Regions from separate parts of the Mus musculus genome. Here regions 2, 3, 4, 5 and 6 are each linked to region 1. The links are chromatin contacts, called in public HiChIP or PLAC-seq and promoter capture Hi-C maps. All regions are on one chromosome and are shown on one strand. The core of a region is the stretch at or near the end of the contact, and the rest is flanking DNA. Distances in the headings are between cores, read along the strand shown.

Evidence for each region. Promoter capture Hi-C pulls out the DNA fragments that hold promoters and counts their contacts. HiChIP or PLAC-seq counts read pairs in DNA pulled down with a chosen protein or histone mark. Capture Hi-C pulls out chosen DNA fragments and counts their contacts.
Region 2: an H3K27ac HiChIP or PLAC-seq map of extraembryonic endoderm stem cells shows a contact between it and region 1. The contact joins the enhancer-like site here to the promoter of Hif1an in region 1. A contact is called at or near these places in 4 of 39 promoter capture datasets (the C10 cell line, hippocampal neurons, pre-B cells and 1 more), 6 of 115 datasets of contacts at active chromatin or transcription factors (embryonic stem cells, extraembryonic endoderm stem cells and pro-B cells) and 3 of 9 other capture datasets (adipose tissue, liver and pancreatic islet).
Region 3: a contact with region 1 is called in a promoter capture Hi-C map of liver. The contact joins the promoter of Scd1 here to the promoter of Hif1an in region 1. A contact is called at or near these places in 2 of 39 promoter capture datasets (cranial neural crest and erythroid cells), 1 of 15 datasets of contacts at CTCF or cohesin (the NIH/3T3 cell line), 9 of 115 datasets of contacts at active chromatin or transcription factors (the SCID.adh cell line, embryonic stem cells, epiblast stem cells and 5 more) and 3 of 9 other capture datasets (adipose tissue, liver and pancreatic islet).
Region 4: an RNA polymerase II HiChIP or PLAC-seq map of embryonic stem cells shows a contact between it and region 1, with 13 read pairs. The contact joins the enhancer-like site here to the promoter of Hif1an in region 1. A contact is called at or near these places in 1 of 39 promoter capture datasets (hippocampal neurons) and 9 of 115 datasets of contacts at active chromatin or transcription factors (T-cell acute lymphoblastic leukemia, embryonic basal ganglia, embryonic forebrain and 5 more).
Region 5: a contact with region 1 is called in a promoter capture Hi-C map of embryonic stem cells, with 6 times the contacts expected there. The contact joins the promoter of Pax2 here to the promoter of Hif1an in region 1. A contact is called at or near these places in 18 of 39 promoter capture datasets (the 3T3-L1 cell line, the C10 cell line, the HPC-7 cell line and 11 more), 14 of 484 Hi-C or Micro-C datasets (B cells, ECoMG-derived neutrophils, the HPC-7 cell line and 11 more), 23 of 115 datasets of contacts at active chromatin or transcription factors (astrocytes, a colorectal cancer cell line, craniofacial prominence and 15 more) and 3 of 9 other capture datasets (adipose tissue, macrophages and pancreatic islet).
Region 6: an H3K4me3 HiChIP or PLAC-seq map of bone marrow-derived macrophages shows a contact between it and region 1, with 3 times the contacts expected there. The contact joins the enhancer-like site here to the promoter of Hif1an in region 1. A contact is called at or near these places in 12 of 39 promoter capture datasets (the 3T3-L1 cell line, the C10 cell line, HPC-7-derived erythroid cells and 6 more), 2 of 15 datasets of contacts at CTCF or cohesin (embryonic stem cells and large pre-B cells), 2 of 484 Hi-C or Micro-C datasets (both in B cells), 4 of 115 datasets of contacts at active chromatin or transcription factors (bone marrow-derived macrophages, embryonic stem cells, large pre-B cells and 1 more) and 1 of 9 other capture datasets (liver).

The regions. Positions count from the first base shown.
Region 1 is chr19:44,560,439-44,565,017 of GRCm38.p6, reverse strand. It overlaps Hif1an (hypoxia-inducible factor 1, alpha subunit inhibitor), which reads right to left and starts at 2,164. Exons shown (of 8, transcript NM_176958.3): 1 at 1,964-2,164; 2 at 1,478-1,728. The coding sequence starts at 2,140.
Region 2 is chr19:44,424,805-44,429,678 of GRCm38.p6, reverse strand. No RefSeq gene overlaps it. Among named protein-coding and RNA genes, the nearest start is that of Scd1, 20 kb to the right of the region's middle. Within about 2 kb of position 1,823, at least 10 of the 459 cell types and tissues checked have an H3K27ac peak or open chromatin away from gene starts, as enhancers often do. A contact at or near this core is called in extraembryonic endoderm stem cells and trophoblast stem cells, where this site is marked.
Region 3 is chr19:44,404,733-44,409,746 of GRCm38.p6, reverse strand. It overlaps Scd1 (stearoyl-Coenzyme A desaturase 1), which reads left to right and starts at 2,038. Exons shown (of 6, transcript NM_009127.4): 1 at 2,038-2,361; 2 at 2,987-3,260. The coding sequence starts at 2,338.
Region 4 is chr19:44,723,162-44,727,960 of GRCm38.p6, reverse strand. No RefSeq gene overlaps it. Among named protein-coding and RNA genes, the nearest start is that of Gm35610, 15 kb to the left of the region's middle. Within about 2 kb of position 1,705, at least 87 of the 459 cell types and tissues checked have an H3K27ac peak or open chromatin away from gene starts, as enhancers often do. A contact at or near this core is called in embryonic basal ganglia, embryonic forebrain, embryonic stem cells and 1 more, where this site is marked.
Region 5 is chr19:44,755,643-44,760,274 of GRCm38.p6, reverse strand. Pax2 (paired box 2) reads right to left here and starts at 3,369. Exons shown (of 10, transcript NM_001368747.1): 1 at 2,839-3,369. The coding sequence starts at 2,881. RefSeq lists promoters at 2,907-4,181, 2,907-4,632, 2,907-4,632.
Region 6 is chr19:44,358,417-44,363,158 of GRCm38.p6, reverse strand. No RefSeq gene overlaps it. Among named protein-coding and RNA genes, the nearest start is that of Scd4, 27 kb to the right of the region's middle. Within about 2 kb of position 2,823, at least 3 of the 459 cell types and tissues checked have an H3K27ac peak or open chromatin away from gene starts, as enhancers often do. A contact at or near this core is called in bone marrow-derived macrophages, where this site is marked.

The DNA of each region.
Region 1 (4,579 bases), core at 915-3,414:
ACCATATGCCTATTACAACTGAGTTATAAAAGCTCAGAATCTCTCCTAGTATGCATGTAAGGTCACAGGACAACTTGTGAGAGCTGGTTCTCTTCTTCCACCATGGTGGTCTTGGAGATTAACTCCAGCTGTCGGGCTTGGCACTTAGCACATTTAGCCAATGAGCTACCTCATTGGCCCAGACCTTTAAAATCTATTCACTTAGTTACATTCTGATGCTAGGAAGCCAGAAAGAGAATCAAGATAGGAGGCTACAGAGTACTCCAGATATGGCCACCAAATGTGGGACAGTCATTCACTGTCAAGGACTCAGCGAAAGCAATTCTCCAGGGACAATTTTATAATGTGGGACTGACTGCTGTCTGGAACCTATATAACTGGGCGGTCCTCAGAAGTGGAAATAAAAACAAAAAGGAAGAATCACTCTTCCAAATGATTTTGGACCAATAGAACAGTGTATCAAGCAATGTGTTCTGACCTTCCCAAAGCTAGAGGATCCTGATACCCCCAACCCAAATCATAAAGGACGGCTCAACTTTTTGTCCCTAGCCAGAAAAGTATTTGAGAATCAAGACTGTCAATTTCAGGGCTAAATCCAACAAGCAATTATTGCCTTACTCTGTGCACATGCGTGTGCGTGTGTGTGTGTGTGTGTGTGTGTGTGCGCGCGCGCGCGTGCGCGCTTTAAATGTCAAAAGGGCTGCAGAGATGGTTCATCGGGTAACAGCTGCAGTAGGAGACTGGGACCCACATGGCTCGGTTCCCAGGACCCACTTGGCAGTTAACAACTATTTGTAACTCCTTTGCAGAGAATGGAATGCCTTCTGCCCTCTACAGGCATTAAATACACATGGTGTGCAAGGCAAACAGGTAAACACTTTAATCTCAGCACTCAAGGCAGAGGCAAGAGGATCTTATCGAGTTTGAGGCAAGCCTAGTCTATATGGCAAGTTCCAGCCAGTCCAGTTAAGAGCTCCAGAGTGAGTCCCTGCCCCGCCCCCCCCAAAACAATAGCAACTAAATACAAACACCTGCACACATAAAACACAATCTTTTTTTTTTTTTCAAGAAATCAAAAGATCTTAAGTAAAAATCTTCCATTTTGAGCTTGAAATTTTCGAACCCTGGGACAGCCCTCCCAAACAGAACCGCACAATGATTTAACTGGACATATGCTATCAGGCTAGTATAAGTTCCACATAGGCACGGTCAAAGCCTTTCTTTCGTCTGACTGACCCTGCAAAACAACTGTCACTCTAACTACCAAAGACAGGAAATTGGACTCACAGTTCAAGGCTAATGCTGCCCTCATCCACTAAGCTAAAAAGAACCATCAAGAACTCAAAGCGCAGAGCAGAATATTCACTCGTGGAACCCAGAGGCTTGGAGGTGCCAATCTCTTCTTACCCAACTCCACCACACCTTCAAACAAGTACAGGAAAGCGGATGCCCTGGTTCTACTGACGGGGCAACTTACCGCTCTTCTCCCCCGCGCTGCTGTATAGCTTGTAGTTTCTCAACGAACTCATGAAATTTAATTTCCTCCCTGTTGGACCTTGGCTTAAAGTTCTGGAAATTGCCCATCTTCTTCTCATCATAGTATAAGAACTTATGGGTGCTGGCACTGTACACAGAGAAATCTCCGTTGCCAATATTCTCTTGCAGGTATTCGAGGTCCCACTTCAGTGCAGGATACACAAGGTTTGTGTCGGTCAGCACCACTGGCTCCTAAGCAAAAACATCAAAAAAAAAAATCAATGAAGTAATTCCAAGGCGCTAATATGTTCTTCTCGACGATATCTGTACTTGTCAAATTCACAACAGTGTCTCCTGTCACTCTCTCCTGACGTAGCATCTCCCTTTCCCGCCTCTCAAGCCTCTGTCCACAATCTGATCAGTGTGCCACCTCTCCGCTAACCGGGTCCCTTCCTCCACCCCCTTCAGCAGCAGCCCCGCCCCCCACCTCATTTTCGATGAGCTCTTCCGCCCGAGGGTCACTCTGGCTCAGACGTGGGATGGGCCTGGTCGGAAAGCTGTAACTTCGTAGCTGGGACTCATCCCAGGCGGGACCCGGAGCTTCGGCTTCTTCCCGGGCCTCTCCAGAGCCAGAGGCCGCAACCTCGGCTGCCGTCGCCGCCATCTCTACTCTAGGGACGGCCCCGCCGGAAGTGAAAGCTCCGCCCTTTCCGGAAGCAACAACAACGAACACCATAGAGATGGACTGCAAGAGAAACCGATCGAGACCTTTTAAGTAGGTGGGCGCCTAGGTTGAAGGAGCGCTCCCTAGCGGTGACCTGCAGGACTACAGTCTAGGCTCCATAAGGCCGACTCGCTTAGTTCCTTAGAAAAGGGACAAACAAGCCCACGAAATATTGCTGCCTCCCTATGTTCAAGCCTACAGAGGCAAAGACGGAGGCAAGTGTAATTAAGCTTTAAGCTTTACTCTCTCGGGTGGGGAGAGAAGCCAACGCTTAGATCCACTTAAGAAATCACTAGAAAAATCAGTTAGCACATAGACCTTGGGTAAAGCTGTCCTGAAGGCTTAGACAGATGATTAAGGACAAACTGAATTCATTCAGAATCTAGAGAAGATCAAGGGCTTATAGTTCCAATTACTCCAGACGCTGAAGCAGGAAGACCACTTGAATCCAAGAGTTCAGAGCCAGTCTGAATAACACAGCAAACCACCATCCCTTTAAAAAAAAAAAAAAGTAATATAAAATCCATTTTTGTTCAGTATTATTTGATTTTTCTGCATATAGCACTATCTCACCTACTTAAATCTAATCTTGCAATGAGACCAATGTTATGCAACCACAGATATTCACATTTTCCAACAATACATACTGGTTATAAGAGAAGGTATTAATTGTTTTGTTTGCTTACTAGACTATTCTTTTTTTTTAAAAGATTTATTTAATATTATACATAAGTACACTGTAGCTGACTTCAGATGCACCAGAAGACAGCGTCAGATCTCACTATGGGTGGTTGCTGGGATTTGAACTCAGGAACTTTGGAAGAGCAGTCAGTGCTCTTACCCGCTGAGCAGTCTCGCCAGCCCTTACTGGACCATTCTAATGAATACCTACAGGAGGCCAAGATTGTCATCCCATGGTGTACATATCCTATTTAAGTCTCTCCCCTTAAAATGACAGTAGGAACTGCATCTATGACAGGGTGGTGTCCCTGTAGTTAGGTAACATTATATGGCAAATATGTAGTCAAAGTCCCTAACCAGTCAAATTTGAGGTCATCAAAATGGAGACTTATCTTGAGTAGGGCAGACATTATCTCTCTAGCCCTTTAAATCTGGAAACATTAGTTAGAGACAAAAGGCTTGGGGATTTGAATCCATAATACATGCTCTCTGGTTTGCCTTGAATATATATGTATATTCATATACACACACACATATATATGCATATATTTCAGAAAATGACAAGTGAATTCTTTACAAGCTGAGAAAGACTATTGGCTAATAGCCAACAAAAATATGGGAAGTGTAGCCCTATAAATTCAAGTAATTGAATTTGACCAATAACTGCTATGCTTATAAAAGGATTCAGAGCCTCAGATGTCATGGCATAGGCCTTGGTTTCACACTGGTGAGACCCTGAGCTGTGGACCTGACTAACCAGAACCAATACTCATGACAAATGTGAGATATTAAGTAGGTGTTGTTTGGGCTGCTAATTTTATGACTTGTTTAAAGAACACTAAAACAAAATTTAACTGAATATGCAGCAATAGAAATTAATACTTCTGTCTTAGTTATATACTTAAGCTACATAGTCACTATGATATAACAAGTTGATAACAGGGTTATCTCCATGAAGGGGTTTGGCAGCAGTCAAGATTTTATCTGCAATGTTGATTTTTTTTTTTAATTTATAGCCTTGAAAATTAAAAATAAACCAGACCTAGAAATTCATATTATTAAAATCAGGAATGAATGCAGGAACATAACACTGACTTTACAAATATAAAAAGCAATATATAAGATACTATCAGCAAGTGAACATTAAAAATAGAGACTCTAGATGAAATCGAGGAATTCCTGTAAAAAACACCAACTATAATAACTAATTCAAGAAAAATCTAATTGGACCCATATCAAAACTACATTAGGGATTTTTTATTAATCCCATAAAGAAAAGCCCAAAACAATGTGGATCATTGATGAGTCCTACCAAACACTTAGAACAGAATTACTAACAATCCTTCAGACACAGAGGAGGAGGGAAGACTTCCCCATTCATCCTATGAGGCCAGCATTACCCAGATATCAAGATGAGAAAGCGAGAAAATATCCCTTATGAACAGACATACAAAAGTCCCTAGCGAAACAAATCTAGCACCATACAAAAAAGTTTACATACTATAACTAAATGGGATTTATTTTTGGAATGCCTACAGCCTGGGCTGTCCTGGAACTTGCTCTGTAGACCAAGCTGTCCAGGGTACCTCCTGCTTCTGCCTCCTGAGCGCTGTGATTAAGGGCATGAGCCACCACTGCCCAGCTTTAGAGTAGTCTTTTGACAGGCTTTTGTAAGACCCCCTTTCGGGACCCCCCCAC
Region 2 (4,874 bases), core at 574-3,073, 130 kb after region 1:
TAATTCTCAAGGTAGAGTTAAGTAATAATAATGATTTTGAGATTTATAAAGAGCCCAGTTCAGAGGAGATAGCATCTTTGCATGGTTACAAGTTTCAGATCAATCCTTGCCCTGCCCTGTGGCTGCCTGCAGTGTGGTTGCGGTGTCAGTTGTGAGGGGAAGAGAGCATGCTCATTCGCCATTGCCATCAGACGTTGCGCTAAATGTATAGCACAATCCTGACGGGCTGTTTCGCCTTTCACAATAGTCTTATCGGGTATGAAGGGCTAAGAGATGCTCGAACTCCCTCACATCACACAGCGGACAACTGGAGTGCCAGGCCTTGAAGCCTGCCTTGAAGCCAGGCAGGCTGAATTCATTCAGAGCCCAGGTATTTAACCAACATGCCATATACTAATCTGACTAAATTGATTCAGTGTCCTGATAGGGTATTTTGAAAGTAAGATATTCCAGCAGGGTATGGTAGTGCATGACCTTAATCCCATTGCCCAGCAGGTAGAGGCAGGAGGATCTCTCTAAGTTTGAGGCTAGCATAGTCTATATAATAAGTTCTAGGACAGCCAGGACTATGTAGAGAGAGACCCGGTCTCTGTCACCATAGTGATCAGGTATACTATCCACTGTGATGGTAAGCCATCATGGTCACTGTGGTGGTCAGTCATTGTCATTGAGGTTATCATTTGTAGTGTTCATTGTGATGGTCAGTCATGGTGGTCACTGTGGCGGTCATTGGCTGTGTCCACTGTATATGTAGACAGTACAAGTGATCTTGGTTTCCTCCTTTAAACTTTCCCAGGGATATTTACTGACCTAACACTCAGAAATAGAGCTTTAGCATATCCTGCCCAGGCCTATGCTTTGACCCCTTTGGGGCTTCTTTACAGCCCCCAGGACCAAGTTCAGTTTCATATCAGCCCACATGAGGCCCTGCAAGAATTCCAGCCTGTTCCTGGTCATCACTCTGCTGCTCCTGGCCTCTGCTCCGTCTTCAGATGCGCCATCACTAAACTTGGCTTTAGCACATGCTGGCCTCTCTTCCCAGAAACTTCCATTCTCTTCCTGTCCCTTTCAGGGCTACATTCTCCTTGTCCCTGCTCAGATGTCACTTCCTGTGCATGTCCTTATGGACCTTCCAAGTCTAGATACCACAGGAGTAATGACACAGGACACTGTGATAGTCAGGTCCCTTGGTACACTTATACCAATAAATGGCATTAAATTAATCTCAGCTGAGACAGGAGCCCGCACGGTGAGCACTCTGAAACTGCTGTCACACCGCATGCCAGGCCGAGTGAATGGCCCATAAAATGGCCACATAATCCTGTTGGATCAGGTGGATAGAGAGGGAGAAATCTGACACAAGGAAGTTAAGAAAGTTAGTCAGGCCGGGCAGTGGTGGCACTTGCCTTTAATCCCAGCACTTGGGAGGCAAAGCAGGTGGATCTCCAAGCTCAAGGCCAGCCTGGTCTACAGAGCAAGTTCCAGGGCATCCAGGGCTACACAGAGAAACCCTGCTTCAAAACAAACAAATGAACAAACAAACAAAAAGAGGGGGAGAAGGAGCAGGAGGAGGAGGAGGGGGAGGGGAGGGGAAGGGGAGGAGGAGAAGGAGGAGGGGGAGGGGGAGGAGGGGGAGGGGAAGGGGAGGAGGAGCAGGAGGAGGAGGGGGAGGGGAGGGGAGGGGAAGGGGAGGAGGAGAAGGAGGAGGGGGAGGAGGAAGAGCAGGAGGGGGAGGAGCAACTTGTTCACTGCCTCAGATAGTAAATGGTCGGTTGTAGTATCTACACCTGAATCTGCAAATTCCTAGCCCAACCCTTTGGCCTCTGGTCACCATGTTGTAATGACTTTTTTTTTTTTTTGAGACAGACTAGAAATTATTTAGTTTGGAGAATAATGATCTGAAGGATGTCCTTTGGAAGTTGATGACTTAACAGAAGAAAGTTCTAGGTGCCTCAGAGGAGTGGGCACCGACACTCCCCAGGACAGAGCTGGTGAGATCCTGACAAAGCCTCCAGGAGGATAGAGTCCATCTGTAAGGAAAGACTGACTGGGGTGGCTGCAGTGGATTGAATACGAATGGCCCCCAGAGGCTCAGATTTGAATGCTTAGTCATCAAGGAGTGGCCCTACCTGAGAGGAGTTAGGCTGTGTGTCCTTGTTGAAGGAAGTGTCTCACTGCGGGTGTGATAAACTCTTGAAAAGCTTATTCCAAACCCTGTGCTATTCTTGTTTCCAGCTGCCTGCGGATCTGGATGTAGTGTTAATCCTAGTGGGGAAACCCCCACCCAATTCCCAATTCGGCGTGCACCCAAAAAATCACGAAGGACCATCTCTTGATGTAATGACGGAGCTCCGGACCGACATGCATCCCACACAGGAGATAACGGATGTCGGCCACGAGGCTCGAAAGCTAGGGGTTTTTATGGGGTAAGGGGCTTAGGGGTGTGGAATTCAGCATAGTGACACACTATTGGCTTATTCAAACATTAACAGAAAGATTACAGGGCATCAGGACTTTGTTCCTGTGGGCTGGGGGCTTATCTTGTTCACATAGCAACCAGTTGATGTATGACTTTACCCGGCGTCAAGGGGCAGTAGACAGAGGGGAGGTTCTGGCCAGGTGGTGTTGACCCAGACAAGATAGCCCTGCTTGTACAATCAAGCTGTTCTTAGGACTGTCTTAACAACAGCCCTGTCTGTTCTGCTTTGTTCTCGGCCCCAGGTAGGGGCTCATAGACAACTCTTTTACATGAATCACAAGATACAAAATCTCATTTTCTTTCAGTAGAACTTGCTGTGGTCTAGGTCAAATGTTAAGGCCCTGTTCCCTGTCTAGCCTGCCACTTTGTGCTGTCACTAATATTATAAGGAAACTTTCTCCTGTGCTGTTAAGGCTGTTACTAGAATGTTCTGTGCTTTGGCGTTCTTGGAAACCAATCACAACAGAAGTCAGGATTGCTTTGTATAGTTAGTCACAATAAGCTTGGACCTGAACCAACCACCCAGCAGCACTTCCTGCACCTGTGTATAAGATTTTATTGTATTTGCGTTTATAAGCTGCCCCTGGGATAGACCACAACATAATAGAGACCCTTGCATTAATATAAAAAACTATTTGGGATAATAAGACTCCTGTTTTCAGTAAGGGTCAAGTAGAGTTAGAGTTCCCTAGAGCTCCCTGGGCACTGACATCCTACTTGGCAAAAAGAGACATGTATGTGGGTGCCTTAGTTATGGTTTTACTATGGTGGCAAGATACCATGACCAAGGCAACTCTTATAAGGACAACATTTAATTGAGGCTGGCTTACGGGTTCAGAGGTTCAGTTCATTATCACCAAGGTAGGAGCATGGCAGCATCCAGGCAGGCATGGTGCAGGAGGAGCTGAGAGATTTGCCTCTTCATCTCAAGGCCACTAGGAGAAGACTTAGTTCCCACATGGTTAGGAGAAGGTGGTTAGGGGTGGTTCTCATTGCCCACCCCCACAGTGACACACTTCCTCCAACAAGGCCACACCTCCTAATAGTGCCAGCCCCTAGGCCAAGCATATTCAAACCACCACATTGGGTAACTGAAATCCTGGTTGGTAAGTAAAGGCATGCATGTCCGACAAGTCCCATCCTGATTGACAAGTTAAGACACGAACATTAGACAAGGCAAACCCCCTACCACAGTTGAATATCCTAACCAATGGGAACAGGACAAATGCACACCAAAGATAGAAAACCCCCTACCTCTAAATCCTCATTGGTGAAGTAACTTGACACAGATGGTTGTAGATCTCAGGCCTAAAATGCCCCGAAGGATATTAACTCAATGTCCCAGTTCAGCCTCTGAGTCTAAACCATGGCCCTGATCAATCAGCTCTGGGAAATAGGCTCAATAAACCAACTCTATCTGACTGAGACCAGTGTCGGTGTGGTTCGTGAGGCAACTCCTCCTGGACCCCAACAGAACTCTCAGCGACTTCTGCCTGTGCGCCACCATGCTCCCCGCCATGACATCAATAGACTTAAATGTCTGGGCCTGCAATCAAGCCCCAGTTGTTGTGGGTTTGAATAAGAATGCCCCCATAGGCTCCTATGTTTTAGTGTCTGGTCACCAAGAGGTGACACTGTTTGAAAGGATTAGAGGTACGGCCTTGTTGGAGAAAGTGTATCCCTGATGGTGGACTTTTAAGTTTCAAAAGCCCAGAGTATCTTTCTCTCTCTCTGCCAGCACTTAAATGCTTTCTTTCATAAGATTTTGCTGTAGCCATGGTGTCTCTTCATGCGATAGAACTGTGACAAAGTGCAGGCCCACCACTTTGGTGGCTGTACTGGCTGGTTTTGTGTGTCAACTTAACACAAGCTGGAGTTATCACAGAGAAAGGAGCCTCCCTTGAGGAAATGCCTCCATGAGATCCAGCTGTAAGGCATTTTCTCAATTAGTGATCAAGCAGGGAGGGCCCATTGTGGGTGGTGCCATCCCTGGGCTGGTAGTCCTGGGTTCTACAAGAAAGCAAGCTGAGCAAGCCAGGGGAAGCAAAGCAGTAAGGAACACCCCTCCATGGCTCTGCATCAGCTCCTGCTTCCTGACCTGCTTGAGTTCCAGTCCTGACTTCCTTTGGTGATGAACAGCAATGTGGAAGTGTAAGGCAAATTTCCTCCCCAACTTGCTTCTTGGTCATGATGTTTGTGCAGGAATAGAAACCCTGACTAAGACAGTCGACACGCATAGAAGGTAGAACTGTGTGCTGTACCAGGCAAACACCACTCGCTGTGCAACCGTTAAAGAAGGCATTAACTGAATACAGCATCGGTTCCCTCACCTACAGGCCAGGTAGCCTCCGAGTGCTCCCACTCTCTCATCTTGCACAAGCTTTGACTCCACCTT
Region 3 (5,014 bases), core at 789-3,288, 160 kb after region 1:
TTCTTTCCTATTATGCAGTCTTAGTGTGTGCTCGGTTGGAAGCTCCTGAAGTCTACAGTGGGTGCCATGTTACAGTCATATAAGATTACAGACAAACCCGGTCCCTACTATGTCTCCACTCCAGTTAGAGACACTGAAATCAACTCTCTCTTACCCAACGTTTTCTGGGGCCCCAAAGCTTTCTCACTAGCATAGCAGCTTGATTTTGGAGAGAGGTAGTGGACTCCTATACTGCATGCTGTCTTGGGTCTGCCCTTGTCTTTTCTGGCAAACGTGTGTTACAGTTTAGTCCAGGTAATATCCCCAGATCTAGGGGATAAGAGCAGAATGAGGGAATAGGGGAAATTCCCAGGAGAACCTGGCTGCTGCTATTGTCAAACAGGTCTATGTAACCCTGAATGATCTACAATTTGCTTTGTAAATTGGGCTTAGTGGCACAAACCTTTATGCCAGCACTTGAGAGGCAGAGACAGGCACACCTCTGAGTTTGAAGCCCAGCCTGGACTACAAAGCAAATTCCAACATAGTGAGAGCTACATAGAGAAACCGTATCTTAAATTTTTTTTTCAGAAGAAAGAAAGGAACTATGTAGAGTAGGCTGCAAAGCCATTGATATCAGACAGACAGACAGACAGGCAGGCAGGCAGGCAGGCAGAAGAAAAGCGAGAAGAGGAAAAAAAGAAAAGAACTCACTATGTAGACCAGGCTGCATTTGGCTTTTTGAGACAGAGTTTCTTTGTGTAGCCCTGGCTGTCCTGGAACTCACCTTGTAGACCAGGCTGGCCTTGAACTCAGAAATCCGCCTGCCTCTGCCTCCTGAGTGCTGGGATTAAAGGCATGCGCCACCATGCCAGGCCTGCCTTTACCTTTGAGCCACTCATCTGATACTCAATTCCTAGCTCCACCATACACTGGCTAAGCGTGACCACAGGTAACCTCAACTCTTTTAAATTTCACTTCCTTTTTAAAAAGACCGAGGAGCTGGACCCAGCTCAAAGGCAGACACAGATCTATGAAGCTTGAGGCCAGTTTGGTCTACACTGTGAGTTCCAGGACAGTCAGAGCTTCAGAGACCTTGTCTAAAAAGAAACCAATAACAGTAAGTACCAAGGAATACCTACTGCTCAGGGTCAGTGTGGGTTCAACAAAAAGGAAATTCTTGAGACTTCTTAGGGATCGCAAAGTGCCTGTTTGCTATTCGCACCGCACACTCAGGCCCTTTGATTCCTTAGTCCCTTTTCTTGGAATCTCAACGTGAGGATCTAAGGAGCTCTCAAACGTCCCGTCCCGTTTGAGGAGAAGCAGCTAGGATTGGGCTCTGGCTCCCAGCAGAGGCGGTCCCCGGCAGACGGAGCCCAATGAGTGAGTGCAGTTGTAACTCAGCGTGTGCTGTCAAGAACGCAGCAGCAACCGGATGCTGGCTGAAGGGATACACTATTGTTTTCCCGGGTCAGAGCCCTGGGCGCACCCTCATATCCCAGTCTCCCGGGGTTTCTCTTTGCTGGTGCCTGGAAGTGGGGGTAGATGTGAAGTTAGACCGAGTTGTGAGTGGCGGTAGCCAGTGTCTTCCTCACTTCTTTCGATGCGATTTCCCCAGTGAACCATTTGCTAAGCGCCAGACCAAAGTCCTAGGCTTGCACACAATTCCTACTTGGAATCACGTTATCCTGCTCTTAAAGAAAAGTCACCCATCAGCCCACAGCAAAGAGGATAAGGAGAAAAAGAGGGGAGGAGAGAGCGAGAAGCTAGAGGCAGAGGGAACAGCAGATTGCGCCTAGCCAATGGAAAAGGCAGGACAAGGTGGCACCAAATTCTCTTTGGCCAATGACAAGACGGGCTTCACAGGAGGCACATTAGCATTTATCCCCAGGCAGGGGGTTGGAGCAGCGCGCCCTGTTGATGCCTTCAGCATCCCGGCGCCTCCAAGGTCTACTCTGGAATCTACTTGGCTTTCTTTCCCGTTCTTGGTCCCGCCCTCTCTCTCTCCCTCCCTCCCTCCCTCCCTCCCTTCCTCCCTCCCTCCCTCCCTCCCTCCCTCACCTCCACGCCTGGCTTCCTTGGCTAGCTATCTCTGCGCTCTTTACCCTTTGCTGGCAGCCGATAAAAGGGGGCTGAGGAAATACTGAACACGGTCATCCCATCGCCTGCTCTACCCTTTAAAATCCCAGCCCAGGGAGATCTGTGCACAGCCAGACCGGGCTGAACACCCATCCCGAGAGTCAGGAGGGCAGGTTTCCAAGCGCAGTTCCGCCACTCGCCTACACCAACGGGCTCCGGAACCGAAGTCCACGCTCGATCTCAGCACTGGGAAAGTGAGGCGAGCAACTGACTATCATCATGCCGGCCCACATGCTCCAAGAGGTGAGCTTCCAGAAGCGGCCCTCGCTCCTTGCACTGGCCACGCAGCTAGGTGACTGGTCCCGGGAGGAGAAAGTTGAGAGTTCTCCGGACTACTGGGCTTTCTCGAATTCTGACGTGACCGGTTGGTTGAGAGGTGTAGATTGTAATTTGGGCAGATGAGTCCCAACTTTCGTGCCTTTAGCTTTAAAGCAGCGGTTCTCAATTTTCAAGATGCTGCGATCCTTTATTTACTACAGTTTTTCATGTTGTGGTGACCCCCTCCCCCCCAACCATAAAATGATTTCGTTGCTACTTCATAACTTTAATTTTGGTACTGTTTTGAATCGTAATGTAAATATCTGTTTTCCGATGGTCTTGGGCTGCCCCTCTGAAAGGGACATTTGACCCCCAAAGGGGCTGAGCGTGAGACACAGGTTAAGAACCGCTGCTTTAAAGAAAAGCCCGTCCTACCGATACTTGTATAACTTACACGGGGATCCCTTTGTGTGTTACTGAGGCTATAAATGTTTCATTCTTCTTTCCTATTTCTCTCTCTCTCTCTCTCTCACACACACAACACACAGAGAGAGACAGAGAGAGAGAGCCCCACAGATCGGCCTCCCCCGACTGAATTTTTTCTTTGCAGATCTCCAGTTCTTACACGACCACCACCACCATCACTGCACCTCCCTCCGGAAATGAACGAGAGAAGGTGAAGACGGTGCCCCTCCACCTGGAAGAAGACATCCGTCCTGAAATGAAAGAAGATATTCACGACCCCACCTATCAGGATGAGGAGGGACCCCCGCCCAAGCTGGAGTACGTCTGGAGGAACATCATTCTCATGGTCCTGCTGCACTTGGGAGGCCTGTACGGGATCATACTGGTTCCCTCCTGCAAGCTCTACACCTGCCTCTTCGGTGAGCAGCGCCCCTTGTCTTGGGCCAGTGCCTCAGATTTCTCTTTGCTCTCTAATAAGGTACCCTCTGACCCAAGGCAGTGGCTGCTCTGTTCAGATTTCCCCAGCCTTTTTTTCTGGTTCCTTGTGGGACTTAACATGAATACTGAGTCCCTGTGCAGGAGACTGGGAGGGGTCTACCTGAGGCAGAGAAGCAACTCTCTCTGAACAAGCTTTTCTGTATGAGACGCTTGCTTAAGCTGTGCATCCTGGCCCCACCTGACCCAAGAGAACCCAGCCCTACCTGAGAGGCATGGGAAATCCCGTGCTAGTCAGGGACAATTGTGGACTACTCTTCAGCCAGGGCAGGGAACAGACCCCGAGGACACTGTACCAGAGCAGTCCTTGAAAAGAAAGGGACAAAAGGCAGTTATTTCCACACAACTATTCTGACTCCAAACTCTTGACTAGACCAAGCTGGTTTGCCTTGGGGAAAGACGATGCAGGTTTCTACAGCACCCAGTCTCCAGGTGGGTGTTCTGCGCCAGGTCATTCTCCAGGGTGCAGCACCTGCGAATCAGCAGCATGTTAAAAGAATGAAATAAGGTTCTGGTTCCATTCCCACATCTAGCCTGCTCTTGCTGTGTCCCCTGAGACCATGAAGTGCGAAGGACCCAAAGCGTTCGGAAGTCCAGTCCTCTTGCCCTGGTGACCCCTCCTTGGCAGAGAATGGACTTTCAGCAGCCCTGCCTCTAATTCAGCTCCCCGGGGATTCACTGGGTGTGGGCCACCTCTGGGATACATTTGAGCTTTACATGTGGTTTCGTCTAAGAAACCTGAGTTGGGAAGGAGAAGCAGGGGGTCTCTCAGAGAGGTCCCCTCTCCTTAAGACATGGCAGGTTTCTCTGGAACAGTAATAGCTGTGGGTATTTTGTGGCAGCTCTCTCAGAGCATAAGGTTGGGAGAGGGATAGTTAGCCAGGTATTAACTCTTCTGCCCTGGGCCTCATAGGTCTTCTAAGTAGTTAAATTTGGTCCTGGGAGTGTCCTCTTAGAAGTTGTCCAGATGACCTAGATCTGAGAGGATCCGCTGTTTTTCCACGTCACAAGTAGAGCAGCAGTGCTTTGTTGGGGGTTAGCGCGGTTCTGTTCTTAGGCTAGCTACCCCGCTTCCCGGCCTTTATCTTGAGAAAGCTATTTCCAGAGCCCCTTTATTCTCTTTATTAACTCGGCAAAAGAACCCAGTTCTGAAGAGATCTCTGATAACGCTCAAGACTCAAAGAGTCTCCAGCCCACTTCTCCCGTCTACCCCCCACCCCCTTTTTTTTGAGACAGTGCCTCGCTGTACACCAGGCTGACCTTCAACTCACAGAGATCTGACTGCCTCTGCCTCCCAAGTACTGGAATTAAAGGCCACCACGGATCTAGCCCACTGCTTACAATAACTCTTCAGATGTTCCTTTACCAACAGGTGGACGTGATAGTTCAAGGGATGGGGTGTGATGAGGTTTGGGTAGAATATCCCAGTGTGCCTGTGTCCTTGTCCCAATTCCCCTGTTGACATATGTGGTCTAGATTGTGCCTGGGTCATCTACAGCATGAACCCAACATGTATACTTCCTTGGTGTAAAGTTGAGGACTTCTATGTTGCCCCAAACCTTCTCTTTTCTCCCATTGATTGCTAGTGGTTTTCTGAGGAGCTCTGGTACAGTGTGGTCAGATCCGGTACATAAGACAATCAGATTGCCATATGACCGTGGGTAGCAGACATCATCTC
Region 4 (4,799 bases), core at 456-2,955, 160 kb before region 1:
TCTCTGTTTTGAACATTTTTAGGGCACCAGCTATTCTTACTCCCACCATAGCGAGTATTAACTCATGTGACCAGAACGACAACTCTGTGAAATAAGTGTTGTCGCCATACTGTGAACAGTGACCCTAAGACACCTAGAGCCTGTGAACCCAAGGTCATATAGAGACTTAGCACACAGGAAAGTACATGTAGTTCAAGATATGTCCCCTGAGTCTGTGCTTTGGATCATCACATTTGGAGGGGTTGATAGACACCAATGTTCTGTTTCTGCAGGTGCACACTTTATCAGCTCACACGTCTATGGGTTTCACACACACACACACACACACACACACACACACCTTTCATGCATGTACATTCATGTGCTCAAATACCAGTGCACCATAGATATAGACTCCTATACAAAGTATCTGGGCACTTGCATCCACAGTCAGCCCCATACACGCACATCACACTCAGGTGCACACACTCTGAACACAGGCATTGTACACTCGTGTATCATACCTCAAGTACTGTCTACGCATGCCTATTATGCAAACACAGCAAACATACTTTTGGTAGTATTTGAACATACCGCCTATTAAAAGCCACATAATGCCATCTGATGTCTGTACCCTGCACACGAAACCGTGCCACATATAAACATATTTTCTTGGAAAACTATACCATGCCTGCCCAAAATACACACATTGTACATGAACACACAGAACAGACATGTACTCCATAAATACCTATGCTCCTATGTTGTCTAAACTTACATCTCACTCACACATACTGTGCATACACATATCTGTTCCTCACAGTCACTTATTTCACATACATATGAACACACAGTGTACATGCCAAATCACCTTGGCCTGAATACCCTGTTTACATGCACATATCATGTAGTTGTTCTCCATGTGCACTTTGAGTACATACACAGTCATGCACACACACAAACACATCACTGAATCACACATTAAATCCTTTCAAAATACATTTTATGCATACTTCCAGCAGTTAAAGAGAAGTATGCACCCTATGCAGGAATTCTAAATCCAACCTGAACTCTCTTCTTCACTGAGTACATCACATAAGAAAAAACCTCACAAACGTGCAAACTCATTCGACGTTTGAAGGTGCTTTTCTGCCAGCGTTTTCCACCTAGGAGAGTTCTGGTTATGCCCATTTTCATGGGAAGGAGGCTGAGGTAGGAGAGAGGCGGGGCTAGCCCAGGCCGCCCCGCCCCCACCCCGCCCTCAGCCGAGGTGTGATCAGCCCCCGGCACCGTATCCCTCATCCCCAATAGAAAAGTAGTTCCAATACCATGTTTGTTAACTAGGTTATCTAGGCTGTGGAAGATTTTAATGTTGAATTTTATAGCTTTACCACGCTCTGCCGTCCTTGTGAATATTGTAATATTGCATTTTTTACAAGTTACTCTTCTGTTAATGTTCCAGCTAGTAACTTTTATAATCCTCCTCAATGAAATTTTTTTGTATTCTTCCGCACCGTTAACCCCAATGGCGGCGCCTCGGCCCCTGGCAGGAGGCAGATACGAGATGAATTCCTCTTTAATCAGAAATAATAATAATAAAAACACACACGCGGCTACGCTGCCTCTCGCCCCGGCTTCCCTCGCGCCGCCGCCGCCTCTCAGGGCCGCCTGTGGACCCCGCGGCCCAGGCTCGGGGCGGCCTGCGACAGACGGCGGCGGCTGGGGCAGCGCGGGCTCGCAGCCACCGCGGCCGGCCAGGGCGCCTCCGGGGTCCCGGCTCTCCTCTAGCCCGAGCCGAGCCTCCGGCACCCCGCTCTCCCGGCATCCTCTATCTGCCGATGCCCCTCTGCGTGGGCCTCTCTGCGGCAGCCCGGGCCAAGCAATGGTTTCTCTCTGCTTCCGTCTATGGCTGCCTTCTGCTCTCCAGCTCCTTTCTTTTAGCTGCCCGCCCCTCCCAGTGTTTTGTTTGTTTGTTTTGAAATCCTAGATCTCATTTCCCACCCTCACTCCCCGGCTTTATCTGCTTTCCCTCATTATTGCTTTCTGCCCACGCCTACCCCCAAAATTCAAATTCGGTGTGGAGATTGGGAAGTTCCTGGGAAAGGATGATCCCTGGTTTGGGACGTGAAACCGTGGACCAGTTTGGGAACAGGGCTTGCATACATTTGAAACCCCTACCTTGGGAACCATAGGAGAAAGTGCCTGTGGGCATGCCAAGGGGAAGAAGCCTTAGGCGTGGACATGGGAGAGGTGTCCATGAGTTCAGGGTGAAAGGTCAAAGAGACCTAGGGAGAGCAGATGGCCAGTGGGACGCTGGTGTACTATCAGACCTGTCTCTCTCTCTCTCTCTCTCTCTCTCTCTCTCTCTCTCTCTCTCCCTTATTAGATTTGTTAATATATATATATTTATGCATATATGTGTACTACATGACTACCTGGTACCTGAGGTCAGAAGAGAGCACTGGGTCCCTTTGAAACTGGAGTTATGGATGGTGGTGAATCACCATGTCCAATGCTGAGAATTGAACCCAGGTCCTCCGCAAAAGCAGAAACTGGTCTTAGGCGCTGGGCCACCTCTCCAAGCCCTCCTCAGATGCATTCTCTCTCGTTCTGAGTTCTTGTCTAATGGGAAGGATCCACCAAAGAGGTAGGAAAAAAGCTGAAGGCTTGCAGACAAGCTGCAGTTAAGCTGCAGTCTTGGTGGAGGGAGGTTACCTACGGATGCTTTTGTTCTGAGGTGAATGAACTGACTTCTTTGGTAATGGCCCAAGAAAGCATGACCCAAGACTTACAGGAGTTTTGGTGTGTGTGTGTGTGTGTGTGTGTGTTTTTAACAAACATTTATTAAGTATCTACTATGTGCTAGGCCCTATTCTAGACCCTGCGAAGACAATGATAGACCTCTCGGAGTTTGCAAGACTAGTCGATGCGACAAATACATAAAAATTATACAAACATATCTCTAGAAACTAGGATCACTGCCAGGGATCCCTGGGCTGCATCATTTATTCCTTGGACCTGATTGCAGCTTCAGAGTAATAGTCCTGGTTTTCCTGTCACCGTGACCTATGCATAACACACACACACACACACACACACACACACACACACACACACACACACACACCTCCATTATAGAGAGTGGAGCCCCCTCCCAAGTGAGGTTTGAATCAGCTGCTCTTCAAGACTCCCTTCCCAGATCTGACCACAACAACATTCTCCTCCTTCATCATGCAGAAGGGATGGTGGTCCCACGCGTGAGAACAGAGGTGCCCAACATCTGGAAAGCAGAGTCTCAGCTCAGCCGAACATCTGGAGCGCTAATAGCAGGAGCTGCCAGTGGGCCCGGTATGCTGGGTTCTGGAAGGGTGTGGAAAGTGAAAAGACTTCCCTGTCAGGACACTCAACGTCCTTGGCTTCATGACCCTCAACCAAGAAAACCCGGCTTGCGAGATATAAATGGTATCCGGCCCTTTATGCAGCCCATGCCTGTGCCACCAGTGTAGCCCCAGGAACAGAATCCCCAGTTCTTGTAGGAAAGGGTTAAAAGGCCCCGCTTCCCGGCTCTTCCTTTATTAACCAGCCTGCAGAGTGCAGGTTGGGGGGGGGGGGTATTGTTAAGTGGGGTTGGGGAGGAAGGAAGGAGAGGAGGGGGGAAGGTTAGAGGCGCCCGCGCTCCGCGCCTGTGCAGAGCACGGAAGCTGCGAACGCCCGCGACAGTAAAACATCTGTAATGTGCCATTCGCCGCTGCTCGCTGATTGCTCATGGATTAAAGATTAAAATCTCGGCTTTGGCAGATGGAGAGAGAGAGGAAACTCTTACGAGCACGTTTTGCATCTGCATTTCATTCTGCTCTGTTCCCTGCGCCACGCCTGGTGGCGCCCGCCCTACCCCGCCCACCCAGCTCCCGGCTCCCCCAGCACGACTTGGCTGGCCAACAACCCCTCGGGCGGCCAGCCCTCACCCTGTCCTTCCTGGCGATCTGGGCGTGTGACTCTCCTCATTTTCATCTAAGGTTTCCACCTCTGGTCAGGGTGATCCCTTCCCTGCCCTGGCTCAAGCTCTTCACAGGTCAAGGTGAACCTACACAGAAAAAGGATACGGTCCACCGTGCTAGCTGGGGCAGCAGCCCTGTGGTAGTACTAAACGATCTACCCTAACGGGCATCATCCTGCCGTGGTCCTTCTGTGTTTGAAGGGAAGTAATTGTGGCCTAGCCAGGTGGGCTCACCCGGGCAGCTGGACTGCCCCTGTGTTTTTCAAACTGAGGTGCTGTGGAGGCAGGGAGGGACTCAGGGGAGGGATGAAGACAGAAAACGGGTCAGGGATCCTTCCCACTTTTAGATAATCCTTGTAAATTAGCCTGGTCCTAGCTCACTAAGGAGTGTGCTCAGGCTCCTGGGGAAGATCCCCTTCTCTTCCATTTCCTCCTCTCTCCAGGATGTGTTCTTAACATCAAACTTGGTTGAGGAAGAAAACCCAGGCCAGGACAGGATTAGAGACAAAGGACTTTCAGAAAGACCAAAAAGGGACAAAAAGCTGCAGAGCAGTTGTGGCAGATGCGAGCACCTGCTGGGGGTCGAGAAGGCGAGGGAGAGGGTCAGGAGGGGGCCTGCCAGGTTTTCAGGCTCCCGGTGGAAGGAGAAGGGTGGTCCAGGGTATGCAGAAGAAAAGCTGAAGAAGGATGAACGAGAGGAGGGTCGCTATGGCAGATGTAATTAATTACAGCATATTAAAATGTTTGTTTACAGAGATGAACAGCGGCCGAGGTCTGATGGTAATTAATTCACTACATTTCCCAGTACTCTTTGAGTTTGAAC
Region 5 (4,632 bases), core at 2,120-4,619, 190 kb before region 1:
AATCATACTGTTTCCTCTTTCCCTGTTTTTCATTTTGTCTTTATCAGGAGTTCTTTCTTCCCTTTATGTTTTTGCTCTTCAGGTGTTTTGTACAATATTTTCCCTCTGCACCTCTAATGTCTATGGTGGAAAGAAATCCTGGTGGATAAGGAGCGGCAGAAGAGGTGGTGGTTCGGGATCGGCTGCGCTCAGAGACCGCGAGGCGGCGAAGATTCTCGCTCTTCCCGGCAGCCGCTGAAAAACGCCGGCTGCTGGGGTTCGCTTGCCTTCCATGCTGCACAAGGCTAGCCTCTCCCCCCACAGTCTCCCCTGAAGGTGGCTTGGTAGGGACCGCACCTGCGGACTTAGGACTCCGGGACTCCGCATTGCCAGTCTAAGCCAGTTCGGGACCCTCTGACCTTTCTCAGACCTCGGCAGCTGCCTACCAAACCCAACAGTAAGGGCGGATGCTCTGGCGGCCAGAGCAGAGCTCCTGGTTTCCCGTCCAACTGGGCGAGGGCTCCCAACCTGGAAGCCAAGAAGGCCCCCGGGTGTCAGGCTCAAGGCCGCTGCCGGGTGCCCCATTTTCTACGGCCTAAAGCAGCCCAGAAATCCTGCACCTAGAGCGATTAACCTGCAGCCGCAATTACTCAGCAACCCAGCCGCAGAGGCTTCTAGCGGCAGAGTCAGGCCAGACAAGGTCTACAACCTGCAGCCACTGCTCCGTGGCCTCCAGCGAGTTTCGAAGAAAGCGGGCGCATCTCGTGCCCTCTTTAAATCTCTCCCATCTTTTTATAGGGAGATAAAAAACAAGCTTGGGAGAAGAAACCCCTGGACAGAGGCCTCTAATCCAGTGGTTCCGGGAGGCCAGAACCTCTTATCTTACAACCCCCATCCCTATGGTCTCCCCATCTTTGGTCCCACTCCCCCACCCCTCTGCTCCCTACAAACCCGGACCATCAATAATTTAGGCCCCGGGAGAACTCGCGTTACCGGTATGAAAAGGCGGCAGCTGCGGGCAGATTAAAGATGAATAATTCAGCCTCACCGGGCTCCGGGCCCGGCCCCTCTGCCCTAATCTATGGGGTGGGGATTGCAACCGGGCACCGCTGGAGTTCAGGGCGGATGGGCTGCGGAGGATCTGTGCGGAACCGGGCCTAGAATGCGCAACTGCCGCTGGCGCAAACCCGGGCTGTAGCTGCTCGTCTCGCCGGCCCGTGCAGAGCCTCTCTCCCTTCCTTCGACCACCTTCTGCTCGCTTTTCTCCCCTTTGGGTTTCGAAGAGGTTCCCCGTCACTGGCCCCGATTGATGGGTCCAGGAAGCAATCCTCAAAAACCCCCGAGTGCTGCAGAGGCAGCAGGGCTGAGGCAGAGACCGGCCGCCTGGATGAACCTGCTTCATTCCCTCCGAAAAAGAGCAAGGCTTCCCGGCCGGCTGAGAGATTCGCAGCGACCCGAAGTCTCGCGTTTGGGTTTCCTTTACCTAGAAATTATTTAGGGAACTATATTTTATTGCAGGTGTTTTTTTTTTTTTATAGTCCCGTGAAGCTCAATATGTGCTTAGGAAACAAACAAAACACGGCTCCCTCTTGGATCGCGTTTTAAAGCACAAATCAGGCTAGGTCTAAAAGTTACCTTGTGGAAAGTTACAAATTATCCTTAATTATTAATCTATAGATGGGGAGGGCTTTTCTACTTAGAATATTATTTATCTTTTTAAGCAAGGGGAGATACCTGACAAATAGTTTTCGGAGCTAAAGAGCCGTTATGAATTAGATGCATTCAAATATCATTATGATATTTCCTCTATTCCTATTTTCTTATTTCTCTTCCCCAACATCCTTTTAATTTTCTTTCCTTGATTTTCCCCCCTCTTGGTTTGATTTCTCCTTCCTTTCTCCTCAGCCTTGGCATTTGTCTTTCTTTTGTTCTTTCCCTCTGATTATATCCATTCTTGCTGACCCCCTGGCCAGGGCGCTGGCTGAATGGTCCTCAACAGTGAGTGGAGACAGGCAAGGAAGTCTCTCGAGTGTACAGCATCCAGGTGCTGGCCTGGATGGCTCTACCTCTCTCCCTGACTTTGATTTCTTCTCAAAATCCTTCATTGTTTTTTTTTTAGAATGATCACTTCCCTAGGCAAAGTTAAAAAAAAAAAAAAAAGTGACCGGCCACTCTCCTGTTCCTAGCTAAAAGGGAAGGGAAGGGGGGGGGGAAGAGGTGAGGGTGGGAGAAAGGGTGGGACGTAGCAAAGCAGCCCCCCAGGAAGCCTTAACTAAGCCGAAGGGAACAAGAGGCGCCGAGAGCTTAGGCTCAGAAGGGGGTCACACCCCCAGGATCTTAGGCATAATTGTCCTGACACCAAGGCTGCCCAAACTAGGAGCCTCCTCACGATTACCCACAACTCTAAGTTTGAGGAAGGTAAAGATGAGGGAGGAGAGAGAGAGAGAGAGAGAGAGAGAGAGAGAGAGAGAGAGAGAGAGAGAGAGAGAGAGAGAGAACAGCCTGAAAACTACTGCCAATTAGTCCTTTAGTCCAGGGCAAAGACTGACTAGGGGGTGGGTGGCTGGAACCTGGGCCCAGGGTTATGGATCCCGAGAGGTAAGGAGGAGCAGGTGGAAGGAGCCGAGGGAGGTGAGACACTAGTGAAGGTAGAAAGGCAGGCAGAACCGTGAGTATGGCGTGGCAAAAAGCAGAACGGTGGCTGAAGGCGTGAGAAACACTAGGTAAGAGAAAGGACGAAAGGAGGGAGCAGGGAAAGGCCAGTGTGGCCTCTAGGGTGAGACCTGAGCGCAGGGGGCCGGACCGCGCTGGGGCTACATGGGGTTGGAACCGAGACAGGAGCCGGGCGCCGGTACTCACGGTGCATCGCGGAGAAGGGGTCTGCTTTGCAGTGCATATCCATCGGGAGGCAGAGGAGCGGGAGCAACGCGGCCGCCGCCGCCGTGTCGCCTCTCAAACTCAACTTCAGGACTTGAGGAGAAAAGGAAGGGACGGTGGGGGAGGGAGAGTGAGCGGGCGCCCGACTGCTGGGGGGCAAGCGAGGGCGGGGGACGCCGCGCCGCGCTCCACGCCGGGACTCCTCCGGGCCCGCTGGGGTTTGCGACCGCAGAGGCTGCAACTTGCCACCGTTGGGGCACGCGGCTGGGCAGTCAGCAACGCAGCCCCGGGGCGACTGGCTGGACCAAGGGGCACTTGGGGCGCATGGCTCGCGCGCCAGCTGCGGCCAGAGCTGAGGCCGGGTAGGGAAGACGGCTCACTCAGCTCCCCTGGAACCCGGTTGTCCGAGAGGCTCTGAACCAAGAGAGCTCAGGGCGGGGGCGGCCCGAGGGCGCCAGGAGGGGAGCCGGGCCGCTCCAAGTGCCGGCGAGTTGGCGAAGTTGGCAGAGAAGTAGCAATCCCCGGGATGTCCAAGCGGGCGCCCGCGGGAGGGGAGCGTGCGAGCCGGCCCCCGCCCCCGGAAAAGGCAGGCGCACGCCGCGGCGACCGAAGGGCCAGGAGGGAGGGAGGCAGCCTAGGAGCCGAGCGGCGCCCGCAGCGCTGGGCTGGCCCCAGGTGGGTTGCGGCTGCAAGAAGACTCGGCCGGAGACTGGAGCCTGGGCTCCCGGTGTGTGTCTCTCTAAAAGCTGCAAAGCCCCCTCCAGACCCCCTCCTCCTCCCCGCGCCGGGAGATGGATGACTTGTCAGACAAAGGCAATAGATTCCACCACTCTGTGATTCGCCAGCGCCGGAGCCCCGAGCTTCGGCAAGGAGGGCCCCGCGCCTGTCACTCCGGTGCTGGCGAGGGGAGGGCCCGGGAGGGGGGGGAAACGGGAGGGAGCAGCGGGTGAAGGAAGAGGGAGGGTGAGGAGCGGGCCAGGGGGAGGAGGAATGGGAGCCCCGGATTAAAACTACACTGAGAAACGAAACTCGCCGAGAAGATAAACGTTAGATAAGGATAAAGAGCGGCCAGCCTAATGAATATTCAGGCAACCACAGAGGGCCTCCGAGCGCGCGGCACTCCGAAGCCAGGCTCTCAGTCCTAACTCGCCCAGCCCTGCCATCCACCGGCCAATGCCCGCAAATCCCAGACGCCCGCGAGTCCGCAGCCCCTGTCCTAACTCGGCTACCCTTGCGCTGAGTTCCTTTCCGTTTCTCCCTGTGTCTTCCTTCCTCTCTCCCTTTCCCTCTGGTCCTTCCCTTTCGCCTTTTCCTCCTGTGGTACCTTCCCATCCACGCACGCATGATTCTCATTCCGGGGCAAAGTGCCCAGCAGTTTGTCCCCTCCCGTCCCACACGCGGTGGCGCGCACCCCCTCCCCGGAGTCTGGGCAGTCCAGACGCCTGGTTTGGAATCAAGCTAGAGGCCTCTGGCTAGAACCCACCTGCCTTGGTGGGACCCAACGGATGGTAGGAGAGCCAGGGAACTTGGCACCTGGACCCTCGGGTAGCTAGGGAAGGGACTGTGCCGGGAGACGGTGCGCAGCGGCTTGTCCGCGGCAGTGACAGAGGATGCAGAAGCCCAAGGCGGGACCAAGGCGTTCTCTTTCCCCGGCTGGGGAGAAGAGGAGGCTATGAACGCGACTGAGCGCCGCCCGCCGCCAGCTCTGCAGATCCCGAGCGAGCGCAGCTGGCGCAGCACGCCGGCCTGGCCCGGCTCCTACCAGAGCCGCTGGCC
Region 6 (4,742 bases), core at 1,574-4,073, 200 kb after region 1:
GGGAGGGAAACAGGACAGGACCTGGCTGTCCTCAGCGTCAGTCAAATCTGGGTTTGTGTCCTGAATTAACAGTTTCCTCGCTGTGGGATGATTTAAAATGTCTCCTAATGTTTCCTGTTCCTGACAGCAAACGGAGACAGTCACCTGCCTGCCTTCGAGACTGCTGTAAGCCTTATACGTGATCCTGGGCTGTACTGAGCACCCGGATTGCCTGTGTCCGGTGGGTGCTTTTAATTTAATTTTTTTTTTCGAGACAGGTTTTCTCTATATAGCCCTGGCTGTCCTGGAACTCACTTTGTAGACCAGGCTGGCCTCGAACTCAGAAATCTGCCTGCCTCTGCCGCCCCCCCCCCCCCCCCAGTGCTGGGATTAAAGGCGTGTGCCACCACACCCGGCTTTTTAATTTAATTTTATTTCTTTACTTATTCACTTTACATCCTGCTCACTGCCCCCCTTCCAGTCACCCCCTCCCACAATCTTTTCCCTTCTCCTCTGAGCAGGTGGTGCCCCCTCCCAAGTTCCCTCCACCCTGGCACTTCAAGTCTCTGCAAGGCTAGGCACTTCCTCTCTCCCTGAGGCCAGGCAAGGCAGCCCAGCTAGAAAGACAAATCCCACGTACGGGCAACAGCTTTTGGGATAGCCCACATTCCAGTTGTCCAGGACACACATGAAAGCCAAGCTGCACATCTGCTATGTATGTGAGGGAGGCCCAGGTCCAGCCCGTGTGTGTTCCTTGATTGGTGGCTCAGACTTACTCTTAAGCTCCAAGGGTCCAGGTTAGTTGACTCTGTTGGTCTTCTTGTGGAGTTCCTATCCTCTTCAGGGCCCCAATCCTTCCTCCTATTCTTCCATAAGAGTCCGCAAGCTCCATCCACTGTTTGGCTTTGGATGTCTGTATCAGTCTGAGTCAGCTGCTGGGTATAGCCTCTCAGAGGACAACTTGTTCCTGTCTGCAGGCATAGTGGCATGTCATTAATAGTGTTAGGATTGGTGTTCCCCATAGGATGGGTCTCAAGTTGGGCCAGTTATTGGTTGGCCATTCCCTCAGTCTCTGCTCCATCCCCCATACCTGCATTTCTTGTAGACAGGATAAATTTTGGGTTGAAAGTTCTGTGAGTGGGTTGGTGTCTTTATCACTCCACTGGGGTTCTTGCTCCGCTACAGGAGGTGGCCTCTTCAGGTCCCATACCCCCAGTGTAATGAGTCACAGCTAAGGTCACCCCTATCAGTTCTTAGATACCTCTTACATCCCAGGTCTCTGTCTCATCCTGGAGATGCCCCCACATCCTCATCCCTGTCAGTCACAGATTTCCATTCATTTTCATGGCCATCTAGCCATCTCTCCTGTCCTTCCCCACACCTGATCCTGAATGCCCCATCTCCCCTCTCTCTCAATTCTACCACTCCATCTGCCCATTATGGCTATTTAATTCTCCCTTCTAGGTGAGATTCAAGCTTCCTCCCTTGTTCCTTCCTGTTTAAGCTTCTTTGGGTCTGTGGAGTGGAGTGTGGTACCTGTATTTTACAGCTAATATCCACTTATAAGTGAGTACATTCCATGCATGTCCTTTGGGTGACCTCACTCAGAATATTTTCAAGTTCCATCCATTTGTACTCAGATCCTTCTGGCTCACCCCGACAGCCTCCTGGGGTCTCACTCCACGCCAACAGCCTGGACAGCAGAAAGCCTGTGTCTTGTTCACAGCATCCTATCTAGAGTGTCTTCATTTTAACTCAAGGAGTCTGGGGAGGGCAGACCCTGTGGATCACTGCTTCAGGACAACTTTGCTTAATTTTTTTTTCAAGACAGGGTTTCTCTGTGTAGCCCTGGCTATCATGGAACTCACTCTGTAGACCAGGTTGGCCTCGAACTCAGAAATCCGCCTGCCTCTGCCTCCCAAGTGCTGGGATTAAAGGTGTGCACCACCAATGCCCGGTTTAACTCTACTTAAAGTAAAATTTTATCTTATGTGGAGGTTTGTGTTTTACACAAAGGTAAAGCGAAGAGGTTTACACTGATCCCTCATCACTTGCTCTCATCCGTTAGGAACAGCTGCCAATCATGTCTCCTCTACACTTTCTGCATCATTTTAGTGCTGTGTATTTCTGCTAGTCCGGATCTATCACCATGGTGAAGACTTAGAAGAGATAGAGCCCCCTGAGAGTCTGGGGACTAGACTGCATGTGTTCATGCCTCTGTGTGTGTGTGTGTGTGTGTGTGTGTGTGTGTGTGTGTGTGTGTGTGTGTGCATCTATGTGCCTGCATACACACCTGTGTGTGCCTGTGTGCATGTGTGTGTGCCTGTATGCATGTGCACACGCCTGTGTGGGTGAGCATCTGTTGGGTCCGTGCTTGAATACCTGTGTGTGTGCGTGTGTGTGTGTGTGTGTGTGCATGTGTGTGAGATCTAGAGCTAGTAAGTAGAAAGGCCTTTGGAGAGGCGGGGGTGGGGGGTGGGGGGGGGAGGACGGACACATAAACTTGCCCCCCAGCGAAATCCCTCACCCAAGTTAACAAAAGGCAAATGTTATTCAATACAGGGTTGAGTTCAACTCTACTTGGCGGTGGTGGATATCCAAGCCAACAGGTGTGGTCTGCCGGGAACCGATGGGGAGAGAAACGCTTTACTAAGCACTCGATTTACTCCCATCAAGTAATGGAAGTTGTACAAAAGTACCAAAGCCTGTGGATTTAGCTACCCTGACTGCTCCCTGGCTGTTTCTAAGGTACTTCCTAGGGTTTCAGGGTACAGCCTATGTCTCAGTCAGGGTTTGTATTCTTGCACAAAACATCATGACTAAGAAGCAAATGAGGAAGGCAAGGGTTTATTCAGTTTACACTTCCACATTGCTGTTCATCACCAAAGGAAGTTAGGACCGGAACTCAAGCAGGTCAGGAAGCAGGAGCTGATGCAGAGGCCATGGAGGGATGTTCCTTACTGGCTTGCTTCTCTTGGCTTGCTCAACTTGCTCTCTTATAGAACCCAGGTCCACCAGCCCAGGGATGGCACCACCCACAATGGGCTGAGCCACCCGCCCCCCATGATCACTCCTTGAGAAAATGCCTTACAGCTGGATCTCATGGAGGCATTTCCTCAAGGGAGGCTCCTTTCTCTGTGATAACTCCAGCCTGTGTTAAGTGGACACACAAAACCAGACAACACAGTCTGTGTCAACTGCTGTCACTGCACTGTGATGACCCCAAGGGAGGAAAGGTTTACTGTTCCTCACAGAACCTTCCAGTGTGTGAAGATGGAGAAATCACAGTGGATCTACTCAGTTTATGGTGGTGGGAGCTTGTGGCAGAGACATTATGTTCTATTTTTTTCCTCTGTGTGTGCATGTGTTCATGCCTCTCTGTGTGTGTGTGTGTGTGTGTGTGTGTGTGTGCACCTGTGTGTGGGTGCACCTGTGTGTGGGTGCCCACAGAGGCCAGAAGAAGTGGAACTGGAATTACAGGTGGTTGTTAGAGGCCTAACGTAAGTGCTGGGGGCACAACTCAGGTCCTTTGGAAGAGCAGAATGCACCCCTAACCACTGAGCTATCTCTTCAGTTCTAGAGAGGCATCTCTTATATCACAGTGCATCTGCAAGCAGAGAATGATGGAACAGAAAGTGAGTGCTAGAAATCATTTTTCAAGTCCTGCCCTGAATAGCCCACTGCTGCAAGCTGACCCCCACCTCCCAAAGACTCCAGAGCTCCCCAAAATATCTCCACCAACTGGAGAACTGGACTTCAAAACAGTTACCTGTCAGTGGAGGCATTTCAGATTCAAATTACAACTCTCCTTCTTGTTTAAAAAAAACACAAAACCAGGTTCACATCCACCACTGCATAGAGAACGTGAGCATTTTCAAGTCTCCACCATAGAAGTCAGTGACTAGACCAGAAAGCAAAACAAAACTCTGCCTGCACAGTGACTGGGTGAGCCCCTGCCACAATGCCAGCTACTGGGGCAGGGGCAGCGGCCTGGGCTGCCCCTCAGTGACCTTCTCTTCGAGGCCAAGAAGAGGCCTGAAGCTGCTGGGTTCCTGCCCATCTTCGTGTAAACGCCAAGTGTCAAAGGCTTTTCCGCAGCTCCGCTTTCTCTGCAGAGCTTGCTGTGGTACACAAAGAAGGATGGGAGTGGGGTCTAAGATGGACCGCTGTGGCTCTGTAAGATCCCCTGGCAGGGGAAAGACGACTCCTCCCACACTTCAGAGGGACTGCAATTGAGCTTGCCTTGCACAGATCTGCGGTGTACAGCTGCCCCAGGGATGGCTCCTGGGCCTTTGCCAAGAGTCGGCGAATGTTAGGCTTGTGCTAATGTAAGATTTTGATAATTATTTAATATAAGGACTATCTTTAAAATGGACACACCTCATTTTCTTTGTTGTTTGCAGTGTTGAGGATTGAACCGGGACCTCATGAATGCCAGACAAACACTCCATCACTGGACTGCATTGCATCTCCAGACCTTTGGCTTTAAGGAAAAAAACAAAAAAACAAAAACAAACAAAAAAAAAAAAAACCAAAGCTGCTATCTATCTATCTACCTATCTCTGTGTGTATATGAATGGGGGTGGGGGGGGTGCCTGTGTTTGTGTGTGCACATGGAAGCCAGAAGTCAGTCAACTGTTCTCCGCAGTTACTCTCTGTGTGTTCCTTTCCAGGCAGGGTCTCCCCCTGAGCAACCTTTTTGGCTAGGCTGGAAGCCAGAAAGCCCCAGTGATCTTCCTGCCTCTGTCCCCTTTTGAGCTGGG